2 separate regions of the Cyprinus carpio genome follow, and region 1 is linked to region 2. Evidence: chromatin contacts called from public Hi-C data. All regions are on one chromosome and are shown on one strand. The core of a region is the stretch at or near the end of the contact, and the rest is flanking DNA. Distances in the headings are between cores, read along the strand shown. Region 1 holds the start of LOC109087179 (hemicentin-1-like). Region 2 overlaps LOC109056198 (UBA-like domain-containing protein 1).

Region 1 (2,700 bases), core at 51-2,550, 37 kb before region 2:
TCCTTTGTGTATTGGAGTGTTGTTTAAAAGCATAATCACACTCATAATCCTGCATCCTTTTGGTATGTATATGTGTTGCTCGTATCCTGTTGCTTAATTAGAAACTGGGAGGAATTTTCTCTTGATCTGTGTTATCTATCCTGCTGTCTCAACACATTCCATTCTCCCCCCCCTCAGACTATAATGCCCTCCTCTCCGTGACATCAAAGAAATAATCAAAGTTAGACTACAAGTCTCATCAGATTTCTTATGCTGTTTGTTAAAATAGAAGTATGAGTTTTCCCTCCACCGACACGCTTTAACCTAAAGAAAAATGTCATATTGATGTTAATAACATTAAGCCTACATTTGAGATGACTTCTTAGGTATTAAAGCTTGTAAGGCTATGGGTGCCTCAGTTCGCTGAGAAGACACAAGGCACTCTGTTCTTCAGTGAGAACTCAATACTCCAAATACTCACACAATCTCAGATACCATTGTGCTTCCTGACTTCATTTCAGGATTAAACAAACTTCTTCCCTTTCTGGGTTCTTGTGGGACACAATTTTATTTTTTTATCATGTATGAATAGAAATGATCCAGAACCTATGTAAACATGTTTGATAACTGTGTGCCTTTATTGATTTGTTTATTTATTAAAAAAAAAAAAAAAAAAAAAAAAAAAACAATAGATCTGGAAACACTGCAGCAACTGTGTCTGGCCAACACTGATTTGAGGAACATTTCATGTTCAGTGGAATCCATGTGCAAACATGTTATGGACATCTCAACATTTATTAAAACTTGAATGAAAAAAATTCTGCAAGTTCTACATTGTCACACAATGGATCGCTCAACCCTGTTTTCTAAACAGAAAAGACCAGCCAGTGATTCGTGTTTATGCACTTATGTTTATGTCTGGGTGGGACATGTTGTCACATCATAAGAATGCATGAATGTATGTCAGTGTGGTTTTATTGTGTTCACTTTAAGCGGTATACCAAAAAGATTATTCGATAATAAAATTAACGAATACTATACTAATTTAACAGAGTTTTGAATCAGATGCCAACACTGCTAGAGAAAACAAGCAGGTTATTTGTGACTTACTCAACATACAACAATTCTATCCTCTAGCTCCAGTATCCCTTTTTAATATAGTACAAAAAGAAAGAAAGAAAAAGAAAGAAAGACTGGGTACTCTCGGTAATTTCCAGTATGTCAGTGTCAGTGTCACTATTAATGTGTATGTGTGTTTACAGACTTCAAGTCTCTAAGCAGATGTGAAGGAGAGGGGACATTCCAGTAAACTCTCTCATTTCTACCCAAGAGAAGGGCAGTACTGCTGACCAACCACGTGGTCACTCTCACTTAGTCTTTCACTGGGTGAAGTGTAACGCAGATCTCACGAGGGAGAAGAAGAGTATCTCTTTTCTAAAGCTCGGGATTAGAGTTAAACATTGTTTTAAAATGCAAGAGGGCTCGCTTTCTCTCACCCCATCTTTTCGGATTTTCTATCTGCGACTCCTCGGATTTTGTTTCCTGTACTTCTCATCAGTTGCAGGTAAGTGTGAGCGGTTTTAAAATATTTCGTTTGTACTTTAATGACGAGAATAAATGCGCCACTTGCTTTCGTCGTATTTTCTTGTAGGCTATGTCACCGGTTCAACCCAAGAGTATACGGCATTATTCATTGGCACTGGTGCCATACTATTTTAATGCTACATGTCTGATAAATTGTCTCATCATGAAACAGTCTTTAACAGTTAACAAGAGGTCGTGTCTTCCCGTGCAGAAACTTGATACTTAAGTGCCGCCTATTCTGATTTGCTCGTTCAGGTAAGGGTGCGTAGGCGATATGACTTTGAGAGGAGTCAGTTTTTTTAAAAAAAAATAACTTTTTAGAAATGTTAGTCGATGTTTAACGGAAAAGCACGAACATTCTGTTGCCATGGTTACTTCCTCAGTCGAACGCGTCTGGTGAAAACACGAGCTTGCGCTTGTCGGTTTTGTGGCTACTTTTAAGTCTTAAAAAAGTAAAACCATATAAGTGTATGCACTTTTAAGACCGCACACGTTTGATTTTACTCTACACCTCGAGTAGAGTCATTTATCTGCGTTGACCCATTCCAGTATCTGAAGAAGAGCTCCTGCAAAAAGCCTTCCAGAAGAGGTCGCAAGAGCATTTTCATTCAGTTTTCTTCATATCGCTGTGGGTTTTTTCCTCCCCACACGTTGTAAAATCTCTTTAAAACTTTAAACAAACGTGAAAGGTAAGCTGCATGTTTTAAAAAGCGCTTAGAGGTACTGAATCAAAAGTGTAGGCTCACATTAGACACATTTACATTAGGCTACCTAATAGAAACCCATAACGTTTAAAATCCAATCTCTCTAATGTAATATCAAAAAGGTGTCTCGTAATGGGTGAGGTAAAGTCAAGTAGTATAGGCCTACTTCAAGTTTATTTTATTAAGTATAGCCTACTTAAGTAAAGTACAAGTATACTTTATGTAGCAAGTATACAAATATCACTGTTCTAGTAGTATACTTGTAAGTGTACTGTTTCAATACTCCTTGGGACTAAATTGGCCCACTTTCTAGTATATAAATGTATACTTTTAAGTATACTTTCAGTATAACAATAGCAAACTTTGAGTTCACAACTAGTTTACCTCTGTTTTTGGTTTGTACTACAATTAGCTTATAGGTATACTGATAGTT
Region 2 (2,900 bases), core at 258-2,757:
ACTGCCTCACTGAATATAAACTCGCACTGTGTGAATGGCATCTGCAGAGATTATAAAGGGAGTGTTCTTTGATCGCTTTCTGTATATAAAATAAGATTAGCCATTAGAATGAACACGGTTACCTACATGTTGTGGTATTACTATCAGGTCCACATATAACAGTAAAAGTCTGTTTGCAAAGCCTATGCCGAAACTGTGACAAAGACGTGATGATGCAGAAGCAGACGTTGATCTGACTCTGCAGAGGTGGGCTTTCGTTGCACTATTACATCATTATGTGACAAAATCTGAAATGAATCGTTTTCTGAGCTTGGTTTCAATAAAAGCTGTTTTGGGACTAACAAGGACGTTCTGAGCTCTGAAACTCAAATATTACTATAGTACAATGACCTCTTACATGTCAAAACATCAAGGAAAATTTGATTTCTCAATTCATGACCCCTTGAATGGAGAATCTGTAGAATTCCAGCAAAATAGTTATTTTCTGAAACAAGGAATTGAGGAAGTTGCTGAAATGTATTAGTGAGTGACTGAGGTTGTAGACCTTTGGACAAGCAGGACATGATACAATAATGATTGGCCGCCTCTCCTGAGTAAACACCAGACCTGATTCACTGACACAAATGTTACTAAGCAACGTTTAGTCTTTCAGAGGCCAGCTTTAAGAAGATAATCAGTGAAAAACAACACCAGTGTTGTCTTTTGTGACATGTTGCGCTCCTGTTGTTGAAAAAAAATTAGAATTTAAAGAATGTAAGACCCATATTTTATATACGGTTGGTCAATCGCAATACTGTAGTCCAATACTTTTTCGTAATGAATGCTAAACAGTATACATTATTACATTTATTCAGCAAGGATGTGTTAAATTGATCAAAAGTGACAGTAAAACATTTATAATGTTACAAAAGATTTCAATTTTAAATAAATGCTGTTCTTTTTAACTTTATGTACATCAATGAATCCTGGTAAAATAATGTATCACAGTTTTCCCCCAAAAAAAATATCAATAAGCAGCACAACAATATTTCAAGACCATGTATTTGGTAAATAGTTATGTATCAAGTAGGATAATGTACATTCAGTTGATCATTCATTCCATTATAATGAATTATTTCACTCAGCAGCTCTGAGGGCTTTCATACACAAAAACTCACTTGGTTTGGTTTAGTTTCTGTAGATGGCATAACTACACCGGCAAAAAGCACATCTGTCCATTGACAGTCATTCAAAAGCAGCCATGTCTGACAAAATATTTTCTAAATGATTTGTAAACCACAAGTATATCATTATATTCTAGCAGTGGATCAAGGACCAGCTTGTGAATAACAGCAATTAAGTTCCATCAACTGCACCAAAAATCCCTCACCCCGGGACATCCTTACTGCTATGAGCTATGACAACTGAACCTCGAAACTGAAAGCTGCATGTGTAAAGGTTCCTATGAAGAGCTCACTCAAACAATTCTCTGTCATTTGAAAGTGTAACTCGTCTCTACTTTCTAGTCACAGGTCAAGTCACACACAGATCATTCGTACTGCAAAAATCAGCTGTCTTCTCACACTCTCAGGGGCCTAAACATTTTAATCAGAATGTGATATGATTTTTTTTTCACTGTCATGTTCTGTTCTTAAATGTACCGTATATGCTTAGGCACTGCCTGTATGTGAAGGAAATGTATCATTACAGTTGTTGTTAGTAATTATAAACACAGTCATTAGAGTGGTGGAACTATGATGTCACTTTGTAGGCAAAAACCTGGAAGCGAGTTAACATTTTAGCACTTCCCGTTCTATCGTCCCAGAGTCAATGGGTTTTTTTCAATGGGATTTTGGTTAAATCCCTAAAATAAGGTCTGTGGTTCACAAGATACTTTCACGTTTTATTCTATGACATAAAACACACCAGTTACACCTCACTTGTTTTTTTTTTTTTTATACTGATACGTTTCTTTAAAAAGAGGTCGCTAACAAGTTGCTAAATGGGACTACATGGCGCCGTCGGAGACATTACACATTATTACGCCAAACAGTTAATCAATTTACAGTATTTTCCAGTCGTAGTATAATTTGTAACAGAATTAATTGTAGAATAACCAATTAATAGTTTCCCGCATTTTATACTGTTGGTTGACAATGTTTTTTTGGTGTGCCCCGAAATGCAACAAGTCTTCAGATGGAATATGATCATTTTATCTCTTCCCTACTGATGCGGAGACTCTGGGTTTGTAAGGTAAACTATTACAACTATTCCATGTAAACACCAAATTTACCGGCTTAGTCACGGTGAAAGTGAAACTTTAACTATGCATAGTGCTTAAAGCCCAGGTAAATTAAAATGTTTACGGCCACTTGAAACTGTTAAAAAGCAAATCAGGATTTCCTAGAAGCAAGGATAAAATAAGATTTTGTGTACCCACCCTAACAAAGCTGAAACGTGGTACTTTATTCACTAAAATAAGTTTAATCTTACCATATCCAAAAACTTGTTCACTCTGCTGTTATTTAATAGATTAAATGCACTAGAATTTTATTGAATAGTACGTAGAGACATGTTTTAAATTAAAATAGTCATGTTAATCAAGGATTTATTGACTTTTAATGCACCTTATTTCGAAATGTACAGAAATACGTGCTTTCATATGTCCTTTAGTTATAATTATTTCATTTATTCACTATACTATTTATTATTAATGTCTCATTTCAGTTTTAGTTTGATTCGAGTTTTGTATTTATTCCAGTTTATATAAAAGGTTCACATAGCGTGGACTAAAATTCATATACAGAGTAAATCCTTTTCACTGAACACGTTAAAAATAAGTTTGAAACAGTTGAGGGATGCATGGTGGTGGTGACGCTGAAGTCGAGCGACCGTGGGGCTGTAGTCCGTTTATACCCTAA

What was found. Hi-C and Micro-C count contacts between places; a contact is called where the count stands out from the background.
Region 1: a Hi-C map of liver shows a contact between it and region 2, with 5 times the contacts expected there. The contact joins the promoter of LOC109087179 here to the enhancer-like site in region 2.

The regions. Positions count from the first base shown.
Region 1 is chrA3:13,054,995-13,057,694 of ASM1834038v1, reverse strand. LOC109087179 (hemicentin-1-like) reads left to right here and starts at 1,300. Exons shown (of 14, transcript XM_042719035.1): 1 at 1,300-1,543. The coding sequence starts at 1,450.
Region 2 is chrA3:13,017,623-13,020,522 of ASM1834038v1, reverse strand. The region is part of intron 2 of LOC109056198 (UBA-like domain-containing protein 1); the gene reads right to left. Among protein-coding and RNA genes, the nearest start is that of LOC109056198, 3.6 kb to the right of the region's middle. Within about 2 kb of position 1,507, at least 1 of the 8 cell types and tissues checked has an H3K27ac peak or open chromatin away from gene starts, as enhancers often do. A contact at or near this core is called in liver, where this site is marked.